3 separate regions of the Mus musculus genome follow, and all the other regions are linked to region 1. Evidence: chromatin contacts called from public promoter capture Hi-C data. All regions are on one chromosome and are shown on one strand. The core of a region is the stretch at or near the end of the contact, and the rest is flanking DNA. Distances in the headings are between cores, read along the strand shown. Region 1 overlaps Anapc1 (anaphase promoting complex subunit 1). Region 2 holds the start of Zfp661 (zinc finger protein 661). Region 3 holds the start of Kcnip3 (Kv channel interacting protein 3, calsenilin).

The links. Promoter capture Hi-C pulls out the DNA fragments that hold promoters and counts their contacts.
Region 2: a promoter capture Hi-C map of liver shows a contact between it and region 1, with 2.2 times the contacts expected there. The contact joins the promoter of Zfp661 here to the enhancer-like site in region 1. A contact is called at or near these places in 8 of 39 promoter capture datasets (the 3T3-L1 cell line, 3T3-L1-derived adipocytes, the C10 cell line and 3 more), 7 of 115 datasets of contacts at active chromatin or transcription factors (the 230-238 cell line, astrocytes, embryonic stem cells and 3 more) and 1 of 9 other capture datasets (macrophages).
Region 3: a promoter capture Hi-C map of liver shows a contact between it and region 1, with 2.1 times the contacts expected there. The contact joins the promoter of Kcnip3 here to the enhancer-like site in region 1. A contact is called at or near these places in 8 of 39 promoter capture datasets (the 3T3-L1 cell line, cranial neural crest, frontonasal cranial neural crest and 5 more).

What each region holds. Positions count from the first base shown.
Region 1 is chr2:128,610,463-128,615,525 of GRCm38.p6, reverse strand. It overlaps Anapc1 (anaphase promoting complex subunit 1), which reads left to right. Exons shown (of 48, transcript NM_008569.2): 47 at 22-156; 48 at 2,463-5,063. The coding sequence ends at 2,578. Among named protein-coding and RNA genes, the nearest start is that of Gm39929, 7.6 kb to the right of the region's middle. Within about 2 kb of position 3,070, at least 14 of the 459 cell types and tissues checked have an H3K27ac peak or open chromatin away from gene starts, as enhancers often do. A contact at or near this core is called in hepatocytes and liver, where this site is marked.
Region 2 is chr2:127,581,425-127,586,525 of GRCm38.p6, reverse strand. It overlaps Zfp661 (zinc finger protein 661), which reads left to right and starts at 1,849. Exons shown (of 5, transcript NM_001111029.1): 1 at 1,849-1,896; 2 at 4,980-5,050. The coding sequence starts at 5,018.
Region 3 is chr2:127,519,427-127,523,996 of GRCm38.p6, reverse strand. Kcnip3 (Kv channel interacting protein 3, calsenilin) reads left to right here and starts at 2,605. Exons shown (of 9, transcript NM_019789.4): 1 at 2,605-2,759. The coding sequence starts at 2,745. The region is part of intron 2 of Gm35478 (a long non-coding RNA gene); the gene reads right to left.

The DNA.
Region 1 (5,063 bases), core at 1,821-4,320:
CTCCTTTTGTGTCCTCTATAGCTGGCGGTGATGTGTGTGTGCATGCCTACCTCAGTGGGCAGCCTGTTGAGAAGTCTCAGCTAAACATGCTGGCCTGCTTCCTTGTCTACCACTCTGTGCCAGCACCACGACACTTGCCCCCCATGGGACTGGAAGGTAACCCCATCTCAGCCTCTTTTCAGTATTTGTTCCTTGCTAGTATCTAGTTCGGGAGAAACTCGTGTCAGTCCCCTTCTCTAATGCGGTACTCAGCTGGGTTCATGATTTGTTTGTTGAGAATGCTTTCTGAAAGGAGAACAGACCATATACTTTTTCCTCCGAAAAAAAGATGTTATTAGAGCAGGACTATCGAGTAAATGTGTATATTATTCCATATATGAATGACATCTCTATATATTTAACTTATATGAATTGAACTCAAGGTCTTGGGCATGGTAGCCAAACATTCTACCACTGGGCTATATTTACAGAACTTACTTGATTTTTCTTATAACTTTGTAAGATTTCTTAGTTTTTAAAAGGTTTATGTAATCACAGTCTCTGATCCCTAAAACTTCAAAGCTATTGATTGGATGCTATGTCCAGTATGGAATCAGGCACTAAGTTTGTCTATAAAGCAACCTGATTTATTCATGTCACATTTAAATTGCTACCCTTTAATTGAGAGTGAAAAAATATTTTTGAGAATGAGAAGATGGTTCTGTTAATGTGCAATCACTTTTAGCTTAATGGCATTTTTGTTTAGAAAACCTCAGGAAAAAATGTACTTAGTTATGGCCATGAGGAATTGCTTATATTTTGTGGCCTTTCCCATGGAAACAAATACAAAGGTTAGGCAAATGCATAAGATAGCAGTTATAGGTTTGCTGTTACCTTTTCTGGTTGGATTGTTTGGGAGTTTCTTGACTATGGTAGGGAAAGGGAACCCATGTATTGCCAGGAAGACTCCTTGACTTGTGGGAGAGACGTGAGGGTATAGAGAGACCAAGGAAGCCAGAGTTTGCAAGATGTGTCAGAGAGGAGCGGGCTATGCAGTAAGTACCAGGGGAGTTTCTGGGTTTAGAAGTTAATGGCCAAAAGGTTGCATATAAAGGAATTCCCTGGAGGGAAGCTTACAAGTGTACTAGAAGATAACTTGCCAGTTGTTTACTAGTGCCTATCCCACCGCTTCTTAGAAGAATTCCTAGTAGAATTTAGGAGGGTATGGCCTCAGTCATAGGAAGTAAATTACCTCTGGACTATACCATGTTGTGGTCACATCTTATAAATCTCAAAGGATCAACATAAGTTGTGATCTATGATCGTAACTGCAGGCATGTTTTGTTGAAATCTAACTCTACCCAGATCTAAGCCCAGTAGCTAAAGAACATGGAAGTACCCAGCAATGAAAAGTAGGTGAAATTCAATATGTGGCATACAATAAAAACAGCCCCACCCACTCCCCAGGGCATAGTAGTCCACACCTATAATTTAAGCATTTGGAAATCAAATTCCTTGGAGGGGAAGAAGTTCAAGGCCATCTCTGGCTACAGAGTGAGGTGGGAGCTGGTCTTGGCCCACACAGGACCCTGTCTCAGGAAAAAATAACAACAATAAACAACAGTAACAGCAGCTACTGTCTCCAGGCCCACACGCTGCCATGCTAGTGCAGCCCCTGGCCTAAGCTGCTTAGATTTGTGCTGCCTCACGGTGCTCCTGCATCCCTACTTGTTCACACTTTGCCATTCGTACTTTGCTGCAAACCAAATAGCTGTCTCTCCCTGGCTTCTGGTGGGGCAAGATTCTTATCTACCTTTTACCCCCTCTATTTTCTTTCTTTGCTCCCCACCCTGTTCTTAATCAAATAAGAAAGTAAACACTGCAGAATGAGAAAAAGAAAAAGTAAAACAAAAGCAGCAGCCCACGTGCAGAGAAACAGGAAGGTGTATAACCCGTGCTGCTGGGACTGTGGGGTGGGGAGGAAAGGAGGAGGAAGCTTGAGAGACTCTTTGGCGATGTGCCTGTGGGTCTAGATCTCGGTAGACAATCGCTTGGGTATTGTCTAAAATCCCAGATATCCAGGCCTCACTCCAGTGAGTATTTGTAAACTGTGGGACCAAGAACAAGAGACAGTAGATTAACTCTCAGTCTTTAGTCTGTTGAGGTTGTTTGTTTGTAAAAGATTGAACTCACAGATCAAAAATCAAGTATTAAAATCAGTTTTCAAAATCACTTATAGTAATTGAAGTTAATTGAATTTAATGTACACAGATAAGTTTTCACAGTGGTTAATTTCTAAAGTACAGAATGGATACATTTAAATTCTTTAATTGTTTTAGGAAATTAAAAATTCAAGGTTTGCCACTGGGGTGCTTTTGTGTAGAAGGAAGGCTTTCTGGCTCAGGTGTGGTGTGCAGAGCTTGGGAGGGCTGTGTGGCTGCGGCTGTGTAGTGATGTCACCTTCTGCATCTCTGTCTCTTTAGGGAGCACAAGCTTTGCTGAACTCCTCTACAGGTTCCGACACCTGAAGATGCCCGTCCGGGCTTTGCTAAGACTGGCTCCTGTGCTGCTTGGGAACCCACAGCCGATGGTCATGTGACCACCTCTGCCGAGGGAAACCCACCCTAGAAATGACTGCGGCACAGAATCCTGATGGCAGCAAAGTGAAGGCAGCATTTCTGTTTTGTAACCAATGGAACTCAGTTGCATACGCCTCACTGTGCTTAAAATTCATGTTGAAAATAAGACAGATAACGCTGGTGCTGTCCACGTGTCATATGATGTATAAAACATCAGTTAAAACTCACATTTTGTAAATAAAGATTTTTGGTTTGTTTTCAAAACTATTGATTGCTTTGGACTTCAGAGAATAGATGGACAGGCTGAGTTTTTAAGCCTTATAACTTTAGTGGTTCAGGTTCTGTACTCAGAAGTGCAAGGCTTAAAAAGCCACATTGTGAAAATGGACTTTGTGCTCTCCGGGAGCGTTTGTGTGTTGTCTGTTACGTAACAGTTATCTTCTCTACAATGAGTCTGTGCTTCCCGTGGTGGATGGATGACAGACAGCGTTACTGCCAGCAGTTTTCTACTGAATGAAGAATTGCTCAGCATGGAGTACTGGACTGTGCCCAAGCCCTGACCTTGGTGCAGCTGTGTAGGCTGCAGCTCTTTGGAGGTAATCGAGGTTAAAGGGCACTCTAAGGGGGAGTCTATTTGGTAGAATCGATGTCCTGCTCAGAAGAGGAAAAAGAGATGATTTTCTCTCTGTACCATGTGAGAACTCATAGCACAACTGCTCACAAACTAAGAAGATTCCCTTGTGAGGAACCAGTCAGACAGTCTTGAGCTTTAGCACCTAGAAGTATTAAGCGATAAACTCCTGATGCTTGTCTGTGGTACTTGGTGTTTGCAGCCTGTGCAGGCTGTGCATGACACCTGCTCAAAATACTGAAAATACAGAATTACCGCCACAGAGGAGTGTTAAGAAATACGGAAATCAGTCTATCTGAACTAAAGGTCTGGAAAGTGCTTTTGCATTCTGAGTTTCAGGACAGCTCATGATGCCCCATGTAACAGGAACAACACTCCTTTCACTCCATTTCAACCTGTGCTCACAGCTTTCTCTCAGACCAGTGTGACTGTAAACAAGTAGGAACTGCAGAATGCCTACTCGTTAACTTCCCGCTTGTTTCTGAAAAAGCCAATAGAAATTGCTGCGTTGGGATTTGGTAATGTCCATCTGCCTGCCTGCCTGCCTGCAGCAAGGTAATTTGTGGCTGACCTTGAGGGCAAAATGTGCTTTCCTTCACTTTTAGATTAGGGATTGCAATTAAATGGCAGTTGGTGATGAACATTCAATTTGTATCAATATTGAACCCACTGTCCAAGTTATTTTTCACTCTCAATTGTTAATGGCTGCCATGGGAGGACTTGAAAGAGAGGACTGAATTCAGTGGAAACAGCATTGATGGGCCTTTTTGTCCGCTGGACGGACACCAAGAAGAGATTCTAGTGCTCTTGAGTCAACCATGTTAGGATCTTCAGATAAACTATTTACTAGTCTCCAAACCATGCTGTGGGAACCAGTCTTACCATGCACAGCAGCCAGCCTCCTGGGAACCACGTCAAGGGAAGAGCCCGAGAAACACCTGAAGTGTTCTAGTATCAAAAGTGGCACTTGTGACTACAAGGGAAGGCTGATTGCCCAGGACGTTGCTTCACCTCTGATACATGTGGAATGGAGACACAAGGGGCAGCTGCTTTGAGTGTAGGTACTGTCCAGCAGACAGACAATGGAGCGGTGTGCTCAGATTCTTTCCCCAAAGGGTACTGACGTCTGTCCTTCTCTCTCTTGGTCTAACGTGGGAGTGAAGGAAAACTGAGCTCAGATGCCAAACTTCATCTACACTACTCCATCATAGTTCTCAACATTCTGGACTCTACCCTATCTGCTACACCCAACCCTGCTCTGGTCTGCTGCTGCCTGCATGGATTCTGAGTCCAAGAGAATCAGAAACAACTCAATGTGAACTGGAAGGTCTTAGCGTTGGCAGAGCTTCTGAACATGTTGAAAGCAGCCAAGCACCTTTGCAATCACATGGGCTTTTGTGTGTTTTCTTGATGTTTCTCCCATTGACTTAGTCATCACTATTGGTCACATTATATAGAGCATCTTGTTTAAGCTTTTGTCTTTTTAGCTAAAAACACTTCTTTGGTAAACTTTTAATACTGCAATCTTTTTCCTTTAGAATATTTTGGAGTGTACTTTTAAGACTTTTTTTTTTCTTGAAACATATCAGAATTTTAAAACAGGAACTTCATAATAAATTTAGTAAGATTTATAAGCACCTGCCAGATCTTAATTCCTGTTCTTTTATACTCCAATGTTTAGCTGAGCTGCTAGCTTTTCTCTGTAGCTAATGATGTCTCAAGTCTCTGCCTTGTGAGGCTGCAGACCACGTGTTTTAAGAACTCAAGACATGTTGGGTCATGGTGTCATGGTCACCTCATAGGTGGAGGGTGGGTACCTAAAACAAGGACAGAAGCCAGCAGCTAGTGTTACATGGTAATTTTCTTCTGCTTGA
Region 2 (5,101 bases), core at 600-3,099, 1.0 Mb after region 1:
TATAGGCAGCTGAAGACGTGGCAAGACTTGGTAAACTATGTCCTCCAAATCTGTCACAGGTTCGTGACCATGTCTGAGCACATACCATGCAGCCCCCAAGAAACTCAGGAGCAGACTGGAAGAATCATTTTCCTGAGAAGAGGTGATTGTATGTTTCTCCTGACCTTGTCCAACCAAAGTATCACAGGGCTCTTTTACAAGCTCTCTGGGAACATAGTTGAGGATTTCTGTATGCAGCCATCCTTCAGAATTGCAGAAGAACCCTTTCACAGCTGCCCTTTTCACTGCCTTAGGGGCAGACCGAGGCTTACAAGAGATCCATGAGACTGACAGAGGCGAAAGGGATCAACAAAAATTAGACAGCAGTGCTGAGACCTTGGCAGCCTAGTGATATGATTTATTCCCTCTACTGACAAGCCACCCATTTAGTGCCCCCTGTAGCCGACATAGCAACACTGGAGAGTTTCTGGATGCCATGCACGAGAGACAAAACCTGTGGTCAATATTTGATGGGACTGCTCTTGGAGTTCAGCAAATCACTTTCCTTCCAGAAAGCAGCATGAACATGTAACATCCAGAAGGTAGGTATTTACTCAGTAGAAAAATTTACTTCTTTACCAATTCTAGGTTCTATTTAAGAAAAACTGATATTGGAGAGGTTTAATTGATAGCCAAAGAGATCAAGGTTTTAGGAAGGGTGTACAGATAGTAATGGGAGATCAAAGAGTCATTGTCAGTCCCTGGAGATACTGGGGTCATCTTGGGTTTCAGGATCCAGTTGTTCAGACAGGTATGGTATGACCATTTGTGACCACCCAATGGCCAGATGAGAATGGGTATCAGCCCTGCTTTTTGGTAATGTATAGTTGAAACAGCCCATCCCTTTGGAAGTCCCAGTGCTGGAGCTTTCTTAAGCCTATCAAAAGAGTGTTCCTTAATCCCTCAATTACAAATGGTATGGGCTTGGGACCCTCATTTAATTTCTCATGACTGGCCTGGCTATTTCTTTAAATATTGTAATTCATATTCTGCAGTATCCAGTTAATTCCAGAAAAGCCAAAACCTGTCTTTTGGTTCAGAGAGGGGGCAAATCCAGATCTCATAGTACCAAATGAAGGTTGCCTTTTTTTTTTTTTTTTTTTTTTTTTTTTTTGCCTCACAAATTGAGAATTTTCCCTAGAAGTTTTGCTTCCTTTTTGAAGTTTTGTAGCCTTTTTGAGCTTTTGAGATACAAAGAGGCCAGGTGGGGTGATGCACACCTTAAAGCCCAGGTCTTTGGAGGCAGAGACAGGTGGATCTCCAAGTTTGAAGCCATCCTGGTTTACATAGTGAGTTCAGGACACAGAGAGAGGGGGGTGGGGTGGGGAATGGACTGAGCTACAACGTTTAAAGTCTGTTGTTTGGCTGGTATCCTCTGAAGCAGTAGGTAGAAGGTCACCCTCATTCAGGATTACAGCTACAGAGTTGGGTGTAAATTCTCCGACATGCTACCAAATCTGGGATTAAACCTACACCACGAATTCTTGATGGAAGACTGCGACAGGTATGTTTCTGGGCTCATGCATCTGGGATAGTCTACTGAAAGAACGGGAACCCTGGCTTTCAGAAAAAATAGGTACACTGGCAAACCGGAAACGAACTAGAAATCGAACTTGTGCTGTTTAGGGTCAGAGCCTGGTCCTATCCGTTTCAGCACCACAGACCTGGAGTGCAACCTTGTGCAGGATTTTACCCGTCATCTCACGGCGCGCCGGCTATTGATGCTTCTGGGAAGTGTAGTTCATGCAAAGGCAACACTATGATTGGAGCTCAGAGGCCGAAGATCTTCGCGCAGGCGCACTGCCTTCCCGACACGAGGCGGTGAGTGTTCGCAGGTTCCCAGTACTCTTGCCAAAGGTGAGGGTTGCGGGTCTAGGTGTTCAAGAAGCCGAGTGGACGCGGTGGCGGAGGAGACACGGGGACACTGGGCACTTGGGGGAGGGTTAGTGGGCGTGGCCTGTGTGGACAGAGAGTCTTCCCTTCTGGTGTGTGTCGGTTCCGTGGGGACAGTGTCCTCGTAGGGTATGTCCACTGTGTGTCAGAATCCTGTACTTTCAAGTTGGAGATCCCGGTCTTCCTTTCGTTCCTTCTTTCCATGATGGGTGCTACGTGGATGTGGATGGTACCGACGCTAAATCTGGGAGCATCCACTCCATTCTCTCCCAAGTCCCCTAGAAAACGTCTCCCTTTGCTTCAGCTTCTCGCCCTGAGCCTGCACCGGAATGTCCTGGTGTGAGCATAGGGTGTTCCTGGACGATACCGGATTTGAGGTGAAGAAAACCCCAAAGGAAATCGCAAATGGCTTTAGGCAATTTTAAGATGATATTGACTGGAGTGCACTGTTAAGGAATAGTGGGAAATAAGGGTGAAGGGACTATACTGCGGCCAGACAAGACCCACAGTATCAGAGTAAGACCCACCAAGCACGATATTTTGTGCGTCTCAAATGAGGTCAACATAAACAAAATTTTGAGAAACAATTCTAGAGGTTGACATTCTGACCACCGTTAAATCGAACTAGCACAACTTCGTTCCAACCACCAGTAAGTGTCAGATGTCTAGAAGTCCGTGGGATGGCCAGTTGTCTGTTACTCCATTGAAGTTGTTGGCAATTTACTAGTGATCTTTTCCCTAGTGTTCTTTTTACATTTGAGATACGATCTTATTTTGTAGCTTAACCTGGCGTTGTGTTAAGCCTTAGCCTTCCAAGTGCTAGCATTACGGGTGTATATCACCATAGTTCTGTTTTCCGTGAAATTTCAGTCACGCGAATCAAGCTTCCCGGGATGCTGGGATGTGTTGCAGGTAAAGATCTGCTTAACTTTATGGCTATCTTTCAATGAAAGTAAATTATAACAGAATTAAAAGCTTCCAGGCAGACTTTTCCCAGTTCCACCTCAGCCTTTTACAAAGCCTGACTCTCTTAATTGCTGTGAAATAGTGCCTCTCTTATTGATGTATGACGATGGAACTAAATTATCTTTATAGAAAGCACTCAGCATAGTGCCTCATGAGAGCAAGCACTCAACGCTAGTTATGGTGGAGTTCCGTAGTGCTCCAAGTGTGTCTAGCCGCTGGACAATAGATTATTTAATCAAGTTGTCTGTCATAGATGCTTAGGAGAGTCCAGATTTTGGTTGCATTACCTAAAGATTAAATAGGATATGTGTAATGTGCTTAGGAAGCTGGCTGGCAGATAACTTTCAATAAAGATAACGTGTTAGTGATGGTTAATTAAAGCCGTTGTAACTATTCTCTTATACTTCTTAAATAAATTCTCGAAGAGAATTGGCCAACCTAAGAATGTCTGTGTTTGAAGGCTCTTGCTACTTGTCCCAGTGATCTTCCTAAAGAACTTAACTAATGAGGACACAGCTATGCTGAAATCACCCCTTGCCCAAAGCACCTTTTGATGTACTCTGACCTCTGCTGGTTTCTCCGGTTTCATGTTCTCTACGGTGTTGCTCACAAGTGACTTTCTCCTATCTAATTTCAGTAGTAGTTCTTGATGTGATAACGATCTGCCTCTATCTATTCAAGACTCCAGGTCCTCCCAGCCTGTGAAGTTTCGAGCACACACACACACACACACACACACACACACACACACATCAAAACTGTAGGTCCCAGATGTGCAGAGAAAGCTGCTGCATTTCTCCCTTGACCTCTTCCGGCCTGGGCTAAGGCAGTGCTGAGATTGCAAGCACACACCGCCACACCCCATCAGTCTTTAGTTAGACTCTTCATTGTGAGAGAGTGAGATCCAGTTAGCTAACTTAAGCAAAGGGAGGTTGAAGAGGGTAAGAGTCTTCTGGAAATCCAAGAATAAGTAAAGCTGCAACCGGAGCTCACTTCTCTCCTCGGGAAGCACCGGTGAGCTCCAGCACTTCAGCACTAATGGAGCCGCCACCACATCCATTGGTTCTGTCTTCCAGGACTCTGCTCCTCTGGGCCCTGTGACTACACAGAACCTTCTCCTAGCTTTTTGACTCATCTCCTGCATATTGTCCCAACGTTTTAAAATTCATGTTCACAAAGAAGGATGTCATCTTTTCATACCAGATCATATCTGTCGTAGTTTTTGTTGACTAAATACAAACTTAGGCACACTTGGGAAGAGAGAATCTCCACTGAGTTGCCTCCGTCGGCCTGTTAGCATATTTGTGTGGGACATCTTCTGAATTGCCAGTCGATATAGGAAGACCTAGCCCACTGCGGATAGTGTCACCCCGGGAAGGTAGGCCTGGGCTGTGTAAGTAGCTGAGCAAGCCAGTAAACAGTGTCCCTACACAGTCTCTGTTTCAGTTTCTGCCCCAGGTTCCAGCCAAGGCTTCTCTTGGTAATGTGCTGTAATCTGCGACCCATATGAACCTGTTCTTCCCTGAGTTGCTTTCATCCAGTGTTTCCTTAGAGCAAGAGAAAGCCGACCGGGATGTGCCTAGTTACACACTCAATGCTCAGCTGTGATATGATCAGTCTGGTTCTGGAAGTGAGGTGAACAGTCTTACAGTGTCGGATGGATGCTTCATTAGCTGGAGCTGTAAATGGGATGCTGCTCTGAAGAGGATACAGAACTTGTTTGTCTTATCCATCCAGTCGTTTCTAAAGTTCCTTGCGGTGTTTGCTCAGTAAGCATTCAGGGTGATATTAAATGTGAATATATAAATATCACATGACTCTCGCTATATTCTGATTCCTGGGTTCTGATTCCTGGGAACAGAAATCAATGCGCTGTGGCTTTAATATCCATAGCCTTTGTTCTAACTCTGGACTGAGCATGGAGTGCTCTTGGCCTTGCTTGGTTTACTCTTTGTGAGGTGATGGGGATGAAGGTGGCTACATTGCACTCACTGGTGTATGGAGGGGCCTTGCCACGTGGGTCAGGACCCCAGAAATGCTCATTCTCATATCTTTTCTCCCCCACACTTTTTCCTCACTAGGACTCTTATCCTTCCCTACCAGAGCAGCATAGGAGAGAATGGCTGCCGTGTCTCCGCCTACCAGATGTCAGGTGAGGTGGACTTGTTTTGCTTCCAAAAGACTGTTATTGGTTGCCAAAATG
Region 3 (4,570 bases), core at 1,356-3,855, 1.1 Mb after region 1:
AGAAGCTTAGCCAGTGCTGACCTAGGAGCAGGTCTCCTGCCCTCAGCAGCTCAGCCTGAGCCCAGTGGCCCCCACTTCAGGGCAGGTGTGCTGAATATGAGTGAGCCCAAAAGAGAGCCCTGACTGTGCTGGGTGGCCCGAAGTGACTAAGATCTCTTCTGTTCCCCTCCCAAGAAGGGTCCTTGCCTGTCAGGTTTCCATGTGGCTGGTGGCAGAAAAGATTTCAAGGGTCTGAGAAAGGCGGCAGAATCAACTCTGGGTATTTGCAGTTCCAGGCTGTGTCCACTTCTGAGATTTGCAGCTCCCAGAAGAAGGCTTTTTAGGGCAACAGACATTTTTGGAGCTCTTGCGAGATTAGACCTGACTGCACACAGCGGTGGCCCTCTCACAAGGAAGGGCTGTGAAGCACGAGCCCTGAGAGATGTCCCTACCTGCTCTCCAAGGCCCAGACACAGAAACGGCCTGAGGGAAAGACATGAAACTAGAGGCTTGTCAGAGCTAAGTCTGAGAGGCCAGAGGAGGAAATAATTGAGTCTGGTCGGGAGAGGTCTTGAGCAGGAACTGGGGAGGGTTCAGAGGACTCCAAGGTCTTTGGTTGTGTTTTTGTGAGTTTCTCTCTTGCATAGGAGGAAAGGGCTCCAGTCAGCTGTAGTGGCCCACAGCTGAGTCTTCGAGTGTTATAATACAAAGAAGAAAACAGCCTCCTGAAATATGGAATTATCCCTCCTTCTTCCTCATGCAATCTGTACCCCACCCCACCCCCGGCCCACCCGAGGAAGCCACAGCCAAGATCCATCACCCTAACAGTTTTCAAACCACACTGGACCTCCTTCAGCATCCTAAACCTTTTTGTGGGTCAGCAGGCCCCCAATCTTCTCAAATTCCAAGAGTTTAGGGGAAGTCAGCCTGTGCCCATGTGGCAAAGCAAGGCTGAGGTCCACTTGAGGAGATCTGCTTCAGCCCTTTTCGTTCCTCCATCTCCCAGAGACCCTGGAAGGACCCCAGCAATGCCCAGGCCCTGGGAAAGTCTGAGAGGACCCAAGGAAAGGGGGTCAGGTGACTTGAGGCTCCTGGCAGGGCACAGATGCCCATTCATACGTTTTATGAGGAGGGCCTGCTGGATAGGGCTGGGGAGGTTGCTGGCTCCCTGGTAGGCCCAGGACGGAAGGGTTCTGTTCTAGGCTGGCTCTGCCACAGCCTGTTACTCCCAAGGAGCTCCTATCAGAGGAGTGGAATCTCAGCAAGGGAGCCAAGCAGAGACTTGTGGCTCTCTAGAAAGAGGCACTGACTTGGAGTGGAGTGCTCAGACAACCCTGCCTCTCAAAAAATGCCACAAGTAAGGACAGGGCTTGATTCCTGAATCGTGGACATGTAACTGGTGGGTAGAGAGTTCCTCCAGAACTGGCTCTGAGTGAACACAGTCTGGATATACTGCTTTGTTGGATAGGTAAAGACTCAGCTTTCCTGAGTTTTGCCATCATTAACATAGACTGGGATAATGACCCTTTTCTTCTAAGCCCACTATGCCACTCCAAGGCCTTATGGGAATTTGCCTAATGCCAAGTCAGTTTGGAAGATTGGCACTGACCCCGGAGCCTCTGGGACCCTTGTCGTCCTCTTTCCCAGAGAGCCCTCTGTGGGAGAGTCTCTTGCCCGGAGTGAAGTCCTGCTGTGCAGATGGCAGAACTGTCCCCTCCCCTCTGGGGACAGCTTTCCTGCCTCGGGATCAACAGCCCCAGGGTTTTGCCCGGGGAGGGTCTAGCAGCTGCCGCTAATTGGCTGACTCAATAAAAAGGGGGTGGGACAGGGTAGGAAGGGCAAGCAAGTGCTCCTGGGCTTTCTGGGAAAGAGGGGATGGCTCAGGCTCTGTTTCCATGGGAACTACTGGCACTGGCAGGCTCCTCCGGGCGCCAAAAAGGGAAACTTGGCGCTGGTCTCCGTACCTGGCTCCTGGTGGATTCCCTTGGGCATTAGAAAATGCCCAAGAGCTTGTCTCCCACAGGGCAGGAAGGAGCCTTCCCGAGGACGGTCAGGACCCTCGATCCCTTCTCCATCCCCAGGTCCCACGCCAGGAGATCTAGGGGAGGTCCCGTGGTTGCTCTGAATGCCTGAATTTGGTCCCAACCTCAAGTCAAAGGACAGTGAAACTGGGAAAGTGTGAAGTGCTCGCTCCAGCTTGGAAGGTTTTCATACAGCAAGGCCTATGAGGGGTCGCACAGAGGTGACTAACAGATAGGGGAGAGCAACAAGAGGTGTTAGGACCCCAGGTGTTACCTTAGTGACGTAATCCCAAGGGCTCCTCTCTGTCCTGCGCAGGGACTGGTGGTGGAGTACCCTCCCTTCTATCCCTGTGACTGGGAAGGGTAGGAACAGACCCTGTACTAGAGGGAGATGAGAACCAGGGACAGACCCTGAGCCTAACTAAGCAAGGGGGGTTGGGGGCCAGATAGGCTGAGAGGCCAGGACTAGGAGCACAGGAAAAAGAGAAACTGGAGGTTGTCAGGATGGAGGCGAAGGAGGGGGGAGATAAGAGGGGGAGGGAAGAGGCAGAGGAAGAGAGGTGGAGCTAAGACTCGGAAGGAAGGGAGGGTGGAAGGAGTGGGCAGGGGGCGGGAGAGAAACCTCCAGTGACAATTGCGTCTGGGTCCAAGCAAACATGAGGCAGCTGCCAGCCGGACCAAGCAGTCTGGCTTGCTCGGGCTGCAAAGCGGGAAGATTAGTGACGGTCCCTTTCAGCAGCAGAGATGCAGAGGACCAAGGTAGGCGCTGAGGGGCTGAGGACTTGCCTGGACTTGGGGAAGGTGGGGCTCTGATGTTGGTCTTGACTAGAGAGTATTTTCACAGTGGTCCTTGGCCCCTACTCTCGCTAATCCATATAAGGGAAAGTAATTGTTCAGAGCATTCCTGCCTGGGAGGCTGGAATCCCGTGGCCTTTGGATGGAAGAGGCTCTGGGTGTCTGTGGACAGAAGAGAAGCTTGAAATTAGCTCCATGGCTGGTCCTGTTCAGTTAGGTCCTTGGGGCAGGGGCTGGGGTAGCTGACCCTGACCCTAGCCTCATAGATCTTAGTGAGACACAGGAGCATGGAAAAGGATGTCTTATGTGTGTGGGCAAGCCAACGGGCAAAGCTTTCAAGTAATCCATCAATGAATGAATGAAGACCCCCCCTTCTTCTTAAAGCACTATGAGACCCCTAATAAAATCACAAACATCTCTGCCTCTGTGGAGCTGTTGGGGGATGGAGAGAGAGGGGAGGCAAAGAGGCACCCGGTACAAAGTTCAAGAAATAGTAGCCAGGTGAGGGGAAGAAGAGAGACAAAAAAAAAATTAAAAAAAAAACAAAAGGTGTGCTCCAGCTTAGCACCGACCCTCAGAAAGTCTGACCTGGATGCCGCACACAAGTCCAGGGTAATCTTGCTTAGGGGGAGAAAGGATCAGATCCAGGTCCGGTTGAATGCCCCAAATAAGGAAATCAAGGTCTTATTTAAAAAAAAAAATAGATATTGGGCTGGCATCTTACAGTCTTTCTTCCCAAAAGATGTCTTCCTGCCCCACTCCCAATGAGGGCAAGCAGCCCAGAGAGGGCTGGAGACTGATTTCAGGCCATTCTGCCCCAGAGTCCAGGTTACTATCCCTGTCCTCTGGTCCAGTTCCCAGAATACCATGAAGGATCTGCAGATGGAACAAAGCCCTTTGAGCACAAGGGCAGGGTACCTTGAAAGGTACTTTCTCTCTTGTCACACCTGTCTCTAGAAAGCTCTGGACTGGCACAGCAGAAGCATAAACAGCTCTCTGTCCCAGACTCACATCCACACTCAGATGATAGGTGAAGCTGTGTGCATCTACAGACATTGGACACACAGATACCCTATGACTGTACCCCTCCCTCACAGAGCCCAGCAACGTGACTCTGTGTGTCCACAGATACAGGGAGTTCTACAGCCATGTGTGCATAGACCTGCACACAGCTGGCACTGTCCATCAGCAGGGGATAGCATAGCCCCCTTCCCTTTACCCATCTCTGGTGGCTCTAATTCCCAGAATTCTTCCTGGGTCCTTAACCACTACTCCCCTACCAGATGAGCAGAGTGTGAGGTCAGAGTCCCATAGTCCACTTGGCTGTTCTATTGGCCATTGTGGCCTCCACTGTGCCCACCATTGGCTCCTGGGCACTCATGGAACTCATTAGGCTTATGGCTGCCCCCTGGATTTCCATGTGTAGCTTGGCCCAAGATGGAAGCCAGCACCACAGTGACAGTGGAGCTGGATAAAGTCCCTACTGTCCCCTACCAGTAGGAGATTATGGAGGTAGCAGGACGGACAGCAACTAACATAGGCTGGGAGATGGCCACACTTGTCACAGTCACTAGCTGACCCAGTTCTGTCCCTGCCTTCTCACCATACCCTAGCCGTCCCTTTAGTAGCTTTCATTTGGCCCTGCAGAGTGGGCACTGACCACAATGCCAGGCCTCCTGGCCAAACCCTGTGTTGGGAGGAGAGAGCCAGCAGCATCCAGATTCAGAGGTGGTAAAGTGGACACTGGGTCAGTTTGGCTCTGGGAGCCTCCCCAG